Linked DNA regions of Anser cygnoides: region 2 is linked to region 1. Evidence: chromatin contacts called from public Hi-C data. All regions are on one chromosome and are shown on one strand. Each heading gives the region's core, a stretch centred on a gene start, on an enhancer-like site or on the middle of the called end of the contact. The rest is flanking DNA. Distances are from core to core; before and after follow the strand shown.

Region 1 (4,066 bases), core at 748-3,247:
AATGGGGAACAGCTGCTCAGGCAGCTACTGCTGCCCAAATAACCAAATCTGTTCTCTGTTATAACTGGGCTGGGAACTGCTGCTGTCATCTTCATGTGCACTTGTGTGCGCGTGTATGGGGAGAAGGATCAGGCCCCAAAAGCATGCTTTCTCTGTTTCAAGGAGGGGGTTGGTGCTGCTGCCACCAGCTGAAGCATCTTTTATGAGAAGCTGGGGAGCCACGTGCTCGACGACACAAGAAAAAGGCAACTATGGACACAGATTCTTGCTTTCAACTTCAAGGGACGCTAGCACTGATATTTTGGCTTTGCCATCAAATCCAGATGACGAGAGGAAGACTTCCAAACATCCATACACCACTGGAAGGTCTGCAAAGATTTAGCAGGAAATACAGCAGGAGGGAGAGATGCCCCTTCACGGCAGAAAAGCCAAACACTTCCCGATTGCCCCAGTTCGTCTTGCTCAAATTCTGACTCACAAATCTGAGTTTTTATACTGGCCTCCTGCTGGTTTTTGAAGCAAAGTAAGCCAATGACCTGGAATGTAATTAAGGGAAAGGAACTGTGTAGTTTACCTCATCCAATTTGCATTTTGCATACTAAATCATAGCATAAAAAGCTGTTTAGACATATTTTGTCTTGCTGCTCCACTGAACTATTTGTCATGAGAATTGCTAAGATAGCGGGAAAATCCATGAGGTGACTTTAAAAACCTTTTGGTTCACATTTACTTTAATTATTTTTCTTTTTCCTATAAAAGCACACACTTGTCTTGACTGTTTACAAATAGAGAGGCTTTGAGCAAGCACTGTAACTGAACTCAACCATTTATACAACTCAGCATTTGAACAAAAATCATTCACACAAGTTTCTTAGCCTCTGTTCTTAGGGAAAATGAAATCTTTTTCCTATGATTATGGTTAGTTAATACTTTTATTTTCCTCCCATAAACACTTTCGCTATTCCTCTGTCTCAGGTTTTGTTAGATTCAGGGATGAATTCACTATTGTCTCCAGAAGCTGACTACGGCAGTCATTCATGTTTTTTACAAGGATGAAATGAACCAACCCAAGTCCTGTAAAGTAAAGCTTATAAAAAACAAGATCACCGTTAATTAACATGGCAGAGATTGTTTTCCTGAAGCTACTGCAAAATTATGAAAAAATGATGCAAAACCCATTATGAATACTAGGCCACTGCTCAGTCAGGAACCTAGAGTGCTGTAATTGTCATCACAAGACAAAAAGGAAGCAGAAATATTTAGCAAAGCTTTGAGGAAAAAAAAGTGCTAACATCCGTAAGACACCTCTGAAAAGTGCACTGCAAACCAACCAGAACTTCCTAAGATGATAAAGCCAACCACTTCTCCAAAAAAAGAGTGGGCATTGCCTGAACGTTTGACTTAGACTTGGAGATTTCAGCTCCAGGGAGGTGATGAGTTAGAAGCTGTCATGAGGTTTTGTCTTACTGAATCATGAGGCAGTTAAGAGTCCAAGGACTTCACAGAGTTTCAAAATCATTTGACCATCTTTGGAAAACAAGCTCATCGATCCACCAGCACCTGATCATTAGAGCAAACACCTAGCTTTTACTGGATTAACTTCTTTGCTTCTTAATCAAGCCACTTTATTCTTCTTCCAAGTCTAAACTGAAAGAGATATTGGTCTTACCAACTCAATTTGAAACAGCCAAATCTACATAACTTAGTCATTTTAAAATAAGAACGTAGACCACTTCTACACAAAAAAAAAAATCCCTATACTTTTTCTTTTTTTAATCCCAGAAGCAGTTACTTTGTAACAAGCACAAAGGTACTCCTTTCCCAAGGCTTCTGAAGCTAATACAAAAAAAGACATTCTGAATCCACAGGTGGTATTAAGTTTTCACCACAGAGGATTTAATGCATGGAAAATAAATTCTCATGTTCCCTTACTAAAGTTTGCTTGTGGAGAGCATGGAAATGATCTGAATGTACTGTGCTAGACCTCAGGATACTGGATTGAAACGCAAACTTCTATCCCCAGCTTTTCTTGCCTTCTAGATTTTATGCTTTATTCATCATTTTACGAAAAAAGAAATCCACATTCAAAATTACTTTTAAAACTTTCTACACAAGCTGCAAGTAGAGCAGCTGTGTTCATCCAACTCTCATTAGGGGAAAACCTGTTTGGGAGCAAAGTAAATATGGTTCAACTCACAGTCAGACTTTCTTCAAAATCTATTTGCAAACTTAATAGTCCTAACTAGGAACTGTCACAGTGATAACCCCAGTACAGTAGCTCAGGATTACTCTTACGTTTCTTGGAAATAGTTGCAACAGACAGTTTCCCCATGACTAAATATAACCTTCCCAGAGATGGATCAGAGAGTCATAACTCTTCCATAAAGGAAGTCTGCTGAAAGCTAAAAATGTTACAAGCAGCAGTTTCAGGGACAGATTTGGCCAAAAGATTGCAATAATGAAAAAAAGTGAATTCTGAAAGTCTATCCTTTCAAAGTACAGGACTCCTTATCAAGCCACCTTCAGCTTTACCTACACAACTCTGAAGCAAATAATATTCCTGTTGAGTAAGGCCAAATACACAATATTTGGCGTTCTCTCCTAACTTTCTCCTTATGCTTAAGAAGAGCAATGCTCCAAGAAAACAAAATAGAAACAAAACCACTTACGATTATTTCTCCTACATGTATCACTGACAGATAAAAGATGCTACCAAGTACAGGACTTACATAGCTTCTTGCTGCAGATGTACCCCTGGCAAAAATAAAATAAGAGACGTACCAGACAGGAAAAATTGGGAATGCTGCAGGCTCCTGTGCTGCTGCATGCTTCCACCTAACCAGGAAAAGTCAGCCTCCATCCGGTATGTTGTCTTGTTACGAGGCTTCAGTTTCAAGAGGAATACAAAGCAACAGTACCACTCTTACTGACAAGAGAGAACTTCAGTTTAGTAAAATTCTGTAGATATGACTGATGCCCATACTTTTATGCTAAGTTAACTGGTTTTATTGTCTCCTCTACTGAGTCAGCCAGCACTCAGAACACATCAGAAGTGACATGTTACAGTAGACACACAAACAGTATTACACCAATCTGTGGAGGAAAAAGTGGATTCAGTCTAAGCATTACTCAATCTTCTATGTTACCTATTCTACTAAAGGAGTAGCACCAGCAGTACGCACACAAAAGGTTAAAAAAAGTCTGAATTCACAAAACAGAAAAATACCCAGCCCCTGGATTGCACAGCATGGGACTAACACAAGTTTTCCTAGAGCCTGTGAAAAAGCAAGTGCACTAAAACTTAGGGCTTTTAATTCATTGTTTCTTTATTAGTTTAAGGGTAAATTATCACAAACCTAAATAATTTCAGGTGAAAGGTGCCAAACTTTCTACATGTGGCCATTAGCTGTTTCATCTATCCCCCAATACACCTCCTGCATCACCATGCATCCCCAGTGCTATCCTCTCTCTCTCTTCTGTATCCACAGATGATCATCCAAATAACATTTTCCAGCCTGCAATTATAATCAAGTTCAGATGATTTCCCCCCCACTTTTTAATTTTTTTTTTTTTTAAGCATTGCCCCAAGACTTGACATCCCACTGCTCTGAAACAAAAATAGTACTCTCTTGAAGAGAACCTAGCCACTTGTTCTTATAAAAGAGATTATCATGCCAACACAAAGGTTGTTGTTTCTAACAGAGTTACTCAAGCATCCTGCAATAAGCCATTCAGGAGTTCATCGTTACTTGTCCAAATAGATTAGTCATATTAGTGCTGAAGCAATGGCATTATGTAAAAGGCTGCTTCTCTGATGTGCTTCATTAGCTCCAAATCATATTCGCAAAAACACAACATGCTACTTCAGCACGTCTGTGGCAATCTGCTAAAAACAATTTATTTTACCGTTGTCCATGATATGGGTAGCCAAAGTATAGCCCATGGGTGCCAGGCTGACACAAATACCTGCTCCTTTAGAGCACGAAAGGTGCAGAGCCCACAGAAACCAGGAGCCGCAGTTCTCACCACTTCGTCTCAGTTTTAGTAGCTCTGCACAGAGGGGTAG
Region 2 (4,066 bases), core at 1,117-3,616, 250 kb before region 1:
GGACTTTGCTTTCAAACATGCTCAGTGTCACATGTGGTCTGTAAACTATAAACAGTAATTTCCTCTGACTCATACTGTTGTAGGCAGATGAGTGTCTACAGGTAATTTGCTACAAAAATCTGGGCTGGAGCAGTTGCCTTTTACTACTATTCTACCAAGGTGTCTGCAAGAACTGTAGCAATAACGAGTCAACTAAACGAGGGACTGAGAAAGTTGCTATAAATATCACCATTTCACACAGGAACTATAAAGGCCAAGTGAACATGGTTACAGCTGTGACTTAGGCTCTGGAAGAGTCAAGTGGATTGTTTGCCCACTAGAAAGCTAGGAAAAAGTGAAAATTTAAACTTTACAAATGATCGTTTCCCGTCTCTCCCACTGCTTAAAGGCTGGAGCATGGACTGTAGCCAGGAAATTCCTACCTGTCAAGGCTTTTTTTTTTTAAGGTTAGAGGTTAGAAAAGCTGGAAAACAACCTGGCTGTGTTTTCCAAATGGGCCACTTACAATGCCAGATACAATGGCCTGGCTGAGCCTGAGCTCGGTTGGAATTCTGATGTTTTAATGAATTAATCACAGCCATGAATTGTGTGCAACCAAACTGCAAAGTGACAACTCTTCCCTTTCTACACCTGCTCTCGTTTTGGTGTTGATTTTTCTATTCAGATCCAGCCTTGCTCTGCTGCTGTAATTAAGAAATGTTTTGTTTCACCTGCCTGAAAGCCTCCTGCCAAAGGTGCACGTGTCAGCTGCCAGTACAGAGACAAGCAGGTGGCCTGATGGCAAAACTTGTGTAGCTGCAGAACAGCTACAGGGGTAGGTGCTGCAAAGCTTTCTTCATCCAGCATTGCTAGCACTGAGAGGTGCATGGTCGTCTGAGGTTTAGATCGGCTCAGTCCAGCCAGGAGCTACCTTCTTGGAGCTTCTATGCTGGTTTTGGACAGATGATGTGGTACTTCCTGGGCAGTCATGAAGGGGGAAATGTGCCTGTGGAGAAGTGCACAGGGTGACAGATGCTGGTCTGTGCTGCAGCTCTCCCGCAGCCAGCACAGAGGGAAAATGACCAGTGAACGACCACCGCAACTGCTGTTCTGCACTACACTACAATGGGTTTTCTGGTTCTTTTTGCCTGGGGTGTCAGCTGTGAAAAGTGTTCTGCAAGCTTTACAGGTATCAGGCTCGTTCTCTTGGGTCTGCATCTAAAGCATGCTCATTTCTTTGCAGCAGGTACTAGAAATGGGCGATGCCTCTTAGAAGAAGAGAGAGGTTTTGATCAGGATTTTCCTTTGATCTGAAGTTAATTGACAATCTGTGCCTGCCCTTTTCCTGTTGCTTTTGAGTTTTCTCCACCCCCTCTCTTCTTTTGCCCAAGCAGTTCCCTCAGTTCCTTTTTGTTTTTTTTCGTTCAACTTATTCAGTCCTTCACGCATTTTTCTCTCAAATGGAAGATAAAGAGCAGTTTCCTTTTAAAAATCCTATTTCAAAGCATGTTCCTATATTTCTTCAACTTTTCTACCAAAGCAAGCTTATATGTAGCAGAACAAAAGCTGATGTTCTCCATGATTCTTCCCTTTTTCCATTCAAAGCTATAAGGAAAATCCATACACGCTGGGCTTTTACTGGCTGGTATTAGGATGGCAATGATCTGTGTCATTAGGGGATGGAAACAGACTTGGAGAAGTGCAAGCAGCTCTGAAGTACTTTGTGGCAATCGCGAGAAGAGCTTGCAGGTGGAGGTTTCCTTGCATTCAGTGAGCTGTTTTATACTTGTTTCTTGGGTTAGAGGAGAAGTGAGCGAAGTACAAGAGATCTTCTGAGTTTCCATTGCATAACAGCAGCTTCTGTGCAGCAGATGCCAAAGATAATGGATCAGGGACTGATAACAAGGGCACGTGTTGTGTAATTTTATCCAAGAAACAAACACCAGTCTCTTGCCAGTGCTGTGTATGTCAAGTGCATTACCTGGAACTGGAAACAGACCTAATTCGTGTCAAAAGATTGAGCAAACCAAGTTCTCTGAATTGCTTTGAAGAGAACCTGGCGTGAACCCGAAGGAAGTAACTTCAGTTCTTCTAGTTTTTGTTTTGTTTTTTTTAAGAGTGCAGCTACAAAGCAAAGGCAATGGGAGAGTATATAAAGTTTTACCACATGGTGCTATGGGGGCAGCCAAGCAGCTCTAGAAATGGACAATGTTGTCAACCAGAGGTAAAAAGATCTCCAGAGTAACGCAGTAGCTTTACAAGCACTGAAACTACCTGAGAACATCGCTTACAAAAGTTAAGTTTAAAAGAAACCAGAGGCTTGCCAGGACTGCAAATCATTAACTCGTTCTTTTGCAATAAGATTCAGTCACATGCACATAATAGAAATGGCTGGACTGAATGGCTTGGGGTAGCATAACTGGTAGCTTAAGCCAGAACTAGATCAAACTCATGAAGTTTGGGACCTGTCAATCTTCAAAGATTACCTCTGTGGTACCTTTAGCAGAGGTTTGGGTGGGAGCAACTTCAAAACCAAATTGCTGAGCAGGAATCAGGTAGAAAGAAAGTACCCGGCCATAAGCTGCTGGGTGTATAATTACAAAAATGCTCCATCTGGCTAAAATGTGAAAGTATTCATGAGAATGTACATCCAGCCAGGTAATAATGATGCTAATGGGTGAGAGGCTGCCTCTGAAGAAAAGCAAAATACGATGCAGATAGTGCTGAAGCAATGTGATTAGCTTCAGTCATAATTCCTGAATGATGTAACTGAGAACAGACAGGAAAGGCCTTCTCCCTTGGCTGTGTATTCAAGATTAACAATCTGAAAACCTAAAAGCATAGTGATCAAGGATCTTGTTTCTCCAGATACTAAATTCTGTGTTAAAGCTCTGCCATGGTACTACAAGAAGAGCGTACAGCTGCTAGCTGCTTGTCACAGCAGCGGTGGATTTCCTGGAGAGGCAGGCAGGGAGTAAGGAGAGGAAACCCTGGTAATCTTTATGTTGCTGTTCTCATGGAAAAAAAATAAAAATAAAAATTATTACCCATATGCACCACAGTATTATAAAACAAGGGGATGAGGGGCTCCCTAGGTCTGTAAGACTCTCCCTTTCCTCTTGTTACCCAGCTAACCTGATGTCAGACAGAAGGGAGGTAGGTGCCACCCCACAGTAAGCTCAGCACTGGCAGCATCTCCTCTCGCACCCTCCTGAAGCCCAGGGAGCCCTGTTAAAGCACTTCTCTGCTCCCCCGGGATGGCAGGTCCTTGCCTTGTGCACTCAGCAGCTCTTTTCTTCCCTGGTGCAGCTGGGAAAGGGGGCAGCTGCTAACAGGATGGGGAACTGTGAGGGGGGACCGGGGCTGTGGCATCTGATCCTATGGGCAAAGCAGGAAAGGCTGTGCTGCAGCACTGAGAGGTGGAAGGTTGCAGGGGGAAGGCATGGAAAGCCAGAGAGTGACATATATCACATCTTAAAATGTTGTAAGAACGGCTCTACATCCCCATTTTAGGATGAAGACCTGCAAAACACAAAGAGAAAGCTTTCTGGAATAAAGACTGGAGCATGCCTGCTATTAGAAGAAAATCGCTTTTTTGTTAGGAACGAAAACATACTCTTAACCAGCAGTCTGGGTATTGTAAATAGTGGAGAAAATCATACTTGCTACACCTGAGGAGGAGGAGATTTTGGTGCAACTATATTTTCAAACTCACAAGTGTGGTGCGTCTGTTTGTAAAATGCATTTCCCCTGGAGTAGGTCCCCGGGGGCTGGGCGCAGTGCGGCTGGGCAGGCAGCGAGGCGATGGGTGTGCGGTACAGTGCGTCACACCTTCTGTCAGACCAATGCACGCTGCACATCTCCGGAGCTTCGCCTTGTGAGAGAAGAGCTGTTGTTATCAGTAGCGTCACGTGGGCTATCTTGTAACGTGGGCTTCCACTGGGATCATCTGCTTAAATATAACTTTTCAGGAGATAAGAAAAATTGGGGATGGGTGCCCTCGCAAAGAGCACCTTCGCATGTTCCAGTGTGAAGGAAAGCCGCAGCCTGTTCCTTTGTCCCCAGTCCTCCTTGAGCTTGTTTTGCA

What was found. A called contact is a pair of places that touch in the nucleus more often than the background predicts.
Region 2: a contact with region 1 is called in a Hi-C map of liver, with 3 times the contacts expected there. The contact joins two enhancer-like sites. A contact is called at or near these places in 2 of 7 Hi-C or Micro-C datasets (both in liver).

The regions. Positions count from the first base shown.
Region 1 is chr2:82,710,587-82,714,652 of Taihu_goose_T2T_genome, reverse strand. All of the region lies in intron 1 of PHLPP1 (PH domain and leucine rich repeat protein phosphatase 1), which reads right to left. Among named protein-coding and RNA genes, the nearest start is that of PHLPP1, 55 kb to the right of the region's middle. Within about 2 kb of position 1,997, at least 1 of the 3 cell types and tissues checked has open chromatin away from gene starts, as enhancers often do. A contact at or near this core is called in liver, where this site is marked.
Region 2 is chr2:82,964,016-82,968,081 of Taihu_goose_T2T_genome, reverse strand. No RefSeq gene overlaps it. Among named protein-coding and RNA genes, the nearest start is that of KDSR, 6.1 kb to the right of the region's middle. Within about 2 kb of position 2,366, at least 1 of the 3 cell types and tissues checked has open chromatin away from gene starts, as enhancers often do. A contact at or near this core is called in liver, where this site is marked.